Regions from separate parts of the Sus scrofa genome. Here all the other regions are linked to region 3. Evidence: chromatin contacts called from public Hi-C data. All regions are on one chromosome and are shown on one strand. The core of a region is the stretch at or near the end of the contact, and the rest is flanking DNA. Distances in the headings are between cores, read along the strand shown. Region 1 holds the start of CMTM5 (CKLF like MARVEL transmembrane domain containing 5). Region 2 holds the start of PABPN1 (poly(A) binding protein nuclear 1). Region 3 overlaps RNF212B (RING finger protein 212B).

The links. A called contact is a pair of places that touch in the nucleus more often than the background predicts.
Region 1: a contact with region 3 is called in a Hi-C map of fetal liver, with 1.6 times the contacts expected there. The contact joins the promoter of CMTM5 here to the enhancer-like site in region 3. A contact is called at or near these places in 1 of 5 promoter capture datasets (liver), 26 of 47 Hi-C or Micro-C datasets (adipose tissue, alveolar macrophages, blood and 12 more) and 1 of 2 datasets of contacts at active chromatin or transcription factors (skeletal muscle).
Region 2: a Hi-C map of liver shows a contact between it and region 3, with 1.7 times the contacts expected there. The contact joins the promoter of PABPN1 here to the enhancer-like site in region 3. A contact is called at or near these places in 11 of 47 Hi-C or Micro-C datasets (brain, embryonic fibroblasts, fetal skeletal muscle and 7 more) and 2 of 2 datasets of contacts at active chromatin or transcription factors (alveolar macrophages and skeletal muscle).

Annotation. Positions count from the first base shown.
Region 1 is chr7:75,708,546-75,711,245 of Sscrofa11.1, forward strand. CMTM5 (CKLF like MARVEL transmembrane domain containing 5) reads right to left here and starts at 1,264. Exons shown (of 5, transcript NM_001244546.1): 1 at 915-1,264. The coding sequence starts at 1,040. It overlaps IL25 (interleukin-25), which reads right to left. Exons shown (of 3, transcript XM_005666258.3): 3 at 1,908-2,700. The coding sequence ends at 2,451.
Region 2 is chr7:75,755,125-75,757,824 of Sscrofa11.1, forward strand. It overlaps PABPN1 (poly(A) binding protein nuclear 1), which reads right to left and starts at 1,398. Exons shown (of 7, transcript NM_001243548.1): 1 at 1,040-1,398; 2 at 565-679. The coding sequence starts at 1,390.
Region 3 is chr7:75,820,497-75,823,196 of Sscrofa11.1, forward strand. All of the region lies in intron 4 of RNF212B (RING finger protein 212B), which reads right to left. Among named protein-coding and RNA genes, the nearest start is that of RNF212B, 9.6 kb to the right of the region's middle. Within about 2 kb of position 1,370, at least 8 of the 83 cell types and tissues checked have an H3K27ac peak or open chromatin away from gene starts, as enhancers often do. A contact at or near this core is called in fetal liver and liver, where this site is marked.

The DNA of each region.
Region 1 (2,700 bases), core at 14-2,513, 110 kb before region 3:
CCTTATCAGAAGTTCCCTCGGCCTGCCCCACCACCTGGCCTTAGAGGTCTCCCCATCCCTGGTGGTAGGAGCCACATCCAGGGCCTTTGCCCATCAGTGGCTGTCTCCAGCCTCCTGCCTCTGCCAGCCCTGGCTGCCCCTGCCCCAGGATCCCAGCAGCCCCAGCGCTTTGGCCAAGCTGCATGGCTCCGGGGGGCACCATTCTATGAGAGCCACAAGAGAGGGGTCCCCTTTGAACATAGAGAACAATGGGAACACCGCCCCCTGGAGTGGTGCCCACAGCAGCCTGCAGCGCCAGGAGGGACCCCTGCCCTTAACACTTTCCCTACTTCCAGATGCTTAAAACTCCTCTAACAAGGACCAGAGCCTCTGGTTCCACACCAACAGGCAAGGTTTAAAAAGCCGATGCTCCACAGGGGACTCTGGGGTCCCTTCAGCTCTGATGATATAGGACGGCATATGTGCAAAAGACTTAAGTTCACACTTAGGTCTTGCCAAGTGACACGGGGAAGATCATTTCCTGAGGACAGACGTTCATAGGGAGCAGGCAACAGATAAAGAGGGGCTGCAGGAATTCTGCCCTTTTTGATAGTGGAAAAGGCCAAGAAGAGGCCATCTTAGAGCTCAGGGAAAGGCTGGCTGGTGTCACCCCTGTCCCATTCCTGTGCCTCACACTCCCCAATGTCCCAGAGAGCTGTCCTCTAACTTCAATCCTTCCTGCTGCAACTGAAGCCTACTGTGACCACCTCCAGATGGAGAGGCAGCAAGAAGACAGGGGAGGAGATACGGGGAGGGGAGCCGGGCAGGAAGGGTGTCTGTGAGCCTGGGGAGGGAGGCGGCTGAGGGGTGAGCCCTGGCTGGAGGGGGGGCAAGGCTGGGAGACGAGGGTTCCAAGTTGGGGAGGCAGCTGTTACCAGCTCAGTTTCCAGCAGGATGCCTTTGAGGGAGGACAGGAAGGTCTTGTCCACGGCGAAGCCCTGGAGCCCTGCAGCTGCCACCTCTTCACGGGGCCGGTCCCGGCGATCCCAAGCACTGAGCATCTCCACAGGGCCCACTGGGCGCAGCCCCCTACTGCCACCAGCCCAGGAGGGGAAACAGGAAGATGGAAACCTGGAAGGATGGGGACGCAGACAGGCACAGGAAGACACTGAAACCTGAAAGTGAAGCAAAACCTGAAAGTGAAGTGGGCAGGCCTGCTGTGGGGCCCAGAGAAGGCGGCTGTAGTGTTGCGGAGGAGGCTTGCCCAGATGGGCCTTCATGCAGCTGCTGGGAGTGTCCTGCTGGTGGCTGCACTGCCCCCCAGGAGGCACATGGGAAGGGAGGGGCAGGGAAGGGGGGAGTGGTCAACCCTCCCCTCACTCAGAGCCCAACCCTGCTGCTGAGGGCAGAAGAGGGAGGGGGGAGGAGGAGGTCCTTGGAGAAACTGGGAGGAGCTGAGAGGTGACCCAGAAGCATTTGGACTAGGAGCCCCCAAGGACCCAAGCCTGAGGAAGTCTGTGTCCCCCTTCCCTATCCTTAAACCTCTTCCTCACCGTCCTCTCTCCCAGTTCCTTTTTAGGGAGGGTGGGAGCTGGAGCCCAGCCCAGGCAGCAGCCCCTGAACCAAGCTACAGCAGCCAAAACTGAGGACAAAGGCAGATTGTTGGGGGGACAAGGGGGCGCTGTGTGCCTGCTGCAGTGCCTCAATGGGCCTCTGTCTCTCCAGCATGCCAGGAGGGCAGCCTGACCCCCACCCCAGTGTTGACGGCTGGGCCAGGGATCCAGGGAAGGGGAAGGCTGGGGGGGTCCAGCGGAAACTCTGGAGGGCAGTGGGAGAGGGCAGTAGGTGAGGGCTGCCAGTGGGGAGGAGAAGGGGCCAGGCTGGGGACCACAAGATGCTCAGGCACGAGGGATGCCAACAACAAATTAGGCCACTTTTAAATACAGATGATTTATTTGGATAATTCTCCTCATGCTCAGGAACAGTCTCTTCCTCAGAGGCACCCATGTCAAAAGTAACTACACCAGGATGTATAAAATAGAGCATCCAAAGTAGGTGCTTACCGAGTGTTTCATGAATGAATGAATGAGCAAACGAATGAACGAAATGAAGGGTTCTCCATGGCGAAGGGGAAAATATCAGAAAGTGCCTGTGCTGTACCAGGGCAGCTGGGGATGGGAGGAAAGAAGAGATGGAAACAGGCAGAGCTTTGAAGACCTTTCCCAGGAGGAAATGCCAGGACACCAGCCTCCAGGGGCCATAAGCAGCCACTGTTCCCCTGGACTCACTTTGCATTTTCCATCCACTTCAAAAAGTGCAAAGTGCGGTCCCCCCCAAAATCCTTTCCCAAGATCCTGAGACTTTGGTGGTGCTTTGGAGGGGTTGAATGCTCCGGCATCCTAGCTCACAGTGGCAGGTGGTTGTACACCCAGCTCCAGTGTTCGACCAGAGCCCAGCCATGGGTGGCTCCATTAGGCCATCACACGGGGCCGCACACACACGCAAGCCAGGGAGACTTGGTAGAGCCTGGGCTCCAGACAGTAGCTATCATGGGCGCCCTGCTGTCCAGGGCACGGCCGCCGGTAGAAGACGGTCTGGTTGTGGTACAGCAGCTCTGAGTTACCCAGGGGATCCATGTGGGAACCCGTCCGGAGGCTGACACAGTGTGGACACAGGCAACGAGCGTGGTACAAGTCCTGGGGCAGCCGGTTCAAGTCTCTG
Region 2 (2,700 bases), core at 148-2,647, 65 kb before region 3:
GTAGGTGCTCATTAAATATTTGACAAACGAAAGAAGAGATCAATACATTAAAAGAAAAAAACAAACTAAAAAAAACCACAACAGTACAGGAATTCCCTCCCAACCCCAAATCAAGTCCCTATTGAATAGCTTTGGTTGCAATGATCTGGAAAGTGAACAAAATTAAGTGGGCTGAGATTGGACGTTTCTGGATTAGAGAGGAAGCCCCCTGAAGCTGAGCAGTTCTCTTAAGACTCCTAACTAAAGGGTCTCCAACTGAGAGAACTATTGGACTTGAAGGTCAAATGCCAGCTGGCAACCTTCACAAAGGGCAGAGAAAGACTAAGAACAAAGAGCAACACATTTGTAACAGGAACAAAGGGAGGCACAAGACTACCATCACCAAAACAGACTCGGTCTCACAAAGGTCAGAAACACACAACGGACTACGACCGAGGCACCTGCCCAATAACTGCTCAGACAAGCAGCTCCAAGGTATGGAGCATCCAATCCCATATGAACCGTGCTCCCATAACCCTTCCAATGCGAGAACCTGGGATCCGCGTGTAACCGCCAGTTACTCACCATTGCCTGGTGGTGGACTCATATTCATCTGCTTCTCTACTTCGTTCTGTAGCTCCTTTAGCTTCTCAGCTTCTTCCTCCATCTCCCTGACTCGAGCTTTGATCGCTTCCAGCTCCTACAATGAGTGGGGAGGGTATGGAGAAGAGCTTAAGAGGAACCAACGCAGGGGCTTTGCCCTGCTCTCGATCGGCGCGCGGCCCCAGCCATGCTCTGCCATTTCCCTTGCCCCACGCGAGGGTCATGATAAAAAGAAAATCAAGCTACCTTTTTTAGAACAACACTAGACACCCATTACGTCCGAATCCACCCGGCTGGGCCCCTTCTGGCGGTCGATGCTGCGTCCCCAGCCCGGCCCCAGCCACGTTATTCCCCGCCCACCCCCACCCCCCGCCCGCCTCCCGCTCGCCCGAGCTCTGGGCCTCCCGTGACCCGGCCGGCCGGTCGCCGGCCTGCTCGCTCGCCCTCCTTCCCTCACCGGGTCCTCAATGGCGCCGTCCCCCGGGTCACCCTCGACCAGTCCCGGCTCCTCCTCCTCCTCCTGGCTGCCGGGGGCTCCCGAGCCAGGCCCAGGGCCCGGAGCTCCTGGGGGGGCGCGGGGCCGGGGCGGCTCCTCTTCGGGCTCGGGCTCCGGCTCGGGCTCCAGCAGCAGCTCCTCAGGCTCCAGCTCCTCAGACTCCAAGCCGTTCCCGTAGTCCCCTGCGCCCCCCGGGGCCCCCTCCCCGGCCTCCCCACCGGCCCCGGGCACAAGATGGCGCCGCCGCCCCGGCCCGGAGCCCCGACCGCCCGCAGCCCCCGCTGCTGCTGCCGCCGCCGCCGCCGCCGCCATCGCCGCTCAGACTGGGGCCCGCCGCCCAACGATTGGAGAGCTGCGCCGGCCACGCCGAGGATTCATTAGTCAAGCAGCCTGCCCATCACGGCGAGCTAGGAGTCCATTGGAGAATATTACTTGGCAATCAAATAAGACCCCACCCCTAAGGCGGGGGATTGCCCCAAATTCTCAAATCCCGGTAGGGGAAATCGGTCTGTCAATCAACGCACGTACCACCTCCTCTCAAGCCCTTAGGTAACAATGCCGCCACGCTGTGACGACGTTCTTGCTTCTCCCCCGCCTACGGGCGGATCCGCAAAGTATGGCGCTCCGTGATTGGCCGCTGGCTGAGCGAGTGGAAAGGACCAATCTAGCGATCCCCTCGCCGGAGTGGCCCAGTCTCAAACGCCGACTGGCTCGCGAGATTCGAAGGGCTGACCCCCGTTTTGTGACAGGTGAACTTTGCCCCCAAACGAACTGCTCGGCTTCCAGCGAGGGAAACCCTAGGTCACATGACTAGTCTTTAGGGTGCCGCCATCTTGATACTGTTGGTTGCCAGTATCAAGGTTGAACTTTTGAAAGGCAGAGGTCGGAAACTCTGCGGCGGTTTCTGGAAACCTGTTTCTGGGCACCAGGAATGCCCCAGTAGGTGGGATGTTGCTGGAAATGGAGGGTTCCGAATGGCGCTCTCCAGGAAGGAGCTTACCTTTCCCACTCAGGTTATTGGCACCATTATGCACTAGGTCTCCCCAAACCAGAAAGCAGGGAGGAATTCTCACTCCAGTACCAGTCACAAGTTCTAACCGTGCTGTCTTCCTACATAGGCATACTTTCCAAGCATTCTGCTTATGTCCCAGTTTCAGCCTGTTTTTCTCTTGCTTGGAATGTTTGCTACAACTCCCTAATGTGTCAGCTTCCAGTGTCACCATTTCAATCCACACCACTACCAGACCGAACTGGCTCCCCTTTGCTGGCCAGGTAAAGTCTTAAAATTCCTTGCTGAGGCCTTAAGAGACCTCAGGACCAGACTACTTGGTGTTATTTCCACAATCTTCATTCCAGCGGGTGTATCTGCACCCAGGTCTGTGCCTCTACATGCAGTCAGTCCTTTTTCAAGCAGACAGCTACAAACCCCGTCTTCACCTCCCCTGCGGAAGCCTTCCACTAGCCTCCCGTCTTCTCCCTTGACAAGCGGTCCTTCCTCCGCTGTGCGTTTGAGTGTTCTGTGCTGCCTTTCCTAACTAGAGTTTGCAAGAGCTTGGAGACGAGATTGGACTCTAAATTTGCACCTCCACCATGGGGGCAACATGCCTAGAACATAGTTTTCA
Region 3 (2,700 bases), core at 120-2,619:
GTGACCCACACCACAGCTCACGGCAATGCTGGATCCTTAGCCAACTGAGCAAGGCCAGGGATTGAACCTGTGTCTTCATGGATACTAGTCAGATTCATTTCCACTGAGCCACAACCAGAACTTCATGTACTTAATTTTAAAGTGGATGAGCCCTTGGAGTTCCCTTTGTGGCTCAGCAGTAATGAAGCTGACTAGTATCCATGAGGAAGAGGGTTTGATCCCTGGCCTCACTCAGTGGGTTAAGGATCCTGCATTGCTGCAAGCTGTGGTGTAGATCGCAGATATGGCTTGGAACTATTATTACTGTGGCTGTGGTTTAGGCCAGCAGCTACAGCTCTGATTCAACCCCTAGCCTGGGAACTTCCATATGCCACAGGTGTGGCCCTGAAAAGAAAAAAAAAAAATTAATTAATTAATTAAAATTAAAAATAAATTAAAAAGCAACCATTAATAATAATAATAATAATAATAAAGTGAAGGGCCCAACAAAATGGGAGAGAATGAATAGGAGTTATCTTCTGGTGCATTGGGTTAAGGATCTGGCAGTTACTGTAGTTGCTTGGGTTGCTGCTTAGACTTGAGTTTGATCCCTGACCCAGGAACATCTATATACCACGGGTGCAGCCAAAAAAAAAAAAAGTTTACTTGCTGTATAGCAGAGGGAACTGTATCTAATCACTTGTGATGGAACATGATGGAAGTTTCATGTGAAAAAAAGAATATACATAAATGTATTACTGGGTCAATTTCTGGGTACAGCAGAAATTGACAGAATATTATAAATCAATTATAACAAAAATTTTTTGAAAGTTTACTATGTGACCCATTAATCCAATTCCTATGTATATATCCAAGAGAAGTGAAATATATGTCCACACAAAAACTTGTACACAAATTCATAGCAGTATTATTTATAACAGCCCAAAAGTAGAAACAACCTAAATGTTTCTCAACTGATGAATGGATACACAAAACATATCCATCTATATAATGGGATATTATTTGGTCATATAGGAATGAGGTATTAATGAAGTTCTAATATAAGCTACAACATGGATTAACCTTGAAAAAACATTATGCTAAGAAAAGCAGACAATAAACAAGTACATTATAAAATGTGAGAGGTAACATCTACGATGTAAAATAAAGCAGGGTAAGAAGTAGAATTGGGGCTGATATTTGAGATATGAGGGTCAATAAAGGTGTGACTATGGGAGGAAAATGTGAGCAGAAGCCTGAATCAGACAATCTAAATATTCTTGGATCAGTTATTCAACTTCATGGATTAGGAAAACACATTGTCAGACACTGCTGACTTCACCAAACTGGCCCTTCACTTAAGTGATGATTAACTGACCCTTTCCATTTATTTTAACTTGATTACTTGACCATGTGTAATTGGTCCCGTGATTAGGCAGGTTAGAATTCAGACTACACTGAAGTTCTCCACTGATCATTAACTAACCCTGGGTTTAGCTATTAACCAAAGGTCTGCTCTTTCTCTTATTCATGTGACCTTGTTTACACTTCTCCTTGAGTCTCAGCTAGATTTTTATCTCCCCATAATGTTAAATAGTATCTCAAATATGATGGCTCACCCAAACAGCTAAAGTCAAGATACAGTGAAAGCCTTAATTTCCCTCACTCTATCCACAGAATCAGGATTGAGGGGTGAGACACCAAAAATTAAATCTACTAACTTCAGCCAAACATGACAAAGGACAATTTTCATGTTTAATATAGGAATAGTCCCATAAGAATAAGAAGTAAGGCGTTCCCGTCATGGCACAGCAGAAGTGAATCTGACTAGGAACCATGAGGTGGCATGTTCGATTCCTGGCCTCACTCAGTGGGTTAAGGATCCGGTGTTGCTGTGAGCTGTGGTGTAGGTCGAAGATGCGGCTCGGATCCCGAGTTGCTGTGGTTGTGGCGTAGGCTGGCAGCTACAGCTCCAATTGGACCCCTAGCCTAGGAACCCCCATATGCCGCAGGTGCAGCTCTAAAGAGACAACAACAACAAAAAAAAAAGAATAAGAAGTAAGAATAGAGAAGAAAGGAGTTCCCGTTGTGGCGCAGCAGAAACGAATCTGACTAGGAACCATGAGGTTTGGGGTTCAATCCTTGGCCTCACTCAGTGGGTTAAGGATCCAGCATTGCTGTGAGCTGTGGTGTAGGGCACAGATTCGGCTCAGATCTGGTATTCTGTGGCTGTGGCGTATACCAGTGGCTACAGCTCACATTAGACCCCTAGCCTGGGAACCTCCATATGCCACCTGTGCGGCCCTAAAAAGGACAAAAGCCAAAAAAAAAAAAAAAAAAAAAAATAGAGAAGAAAAAGTGTTCAAATCTCAAATAATAGGAGTTCCCATTGTGGCTCAGCAGGTTAAGAACCCAACATAGTCTCTGTAAGGATGCAGGTTGGATCCCTGGCCTCACTCGATGGGTTGTGTCCAACATTGCCACAAGCTGTGGCACAGGTGGAAGATACGGCTGGGATCTGGCATTGCTGTGGTTGTGATGTAGGCTGCAACTGCACCTTCGATTAGATCCCTAGCCTGGCAACTTCCATATGCCACAGATGCAGACGTAAAAATGAAAAAAAAAATCTCAAGTACCATGCCCAGATTGGAATCCCATAAGGCTATGAAATGATCTCTGTGGAGAACTGGAGAGTGAAAGGGAAAACCTAAGCTTTTACAA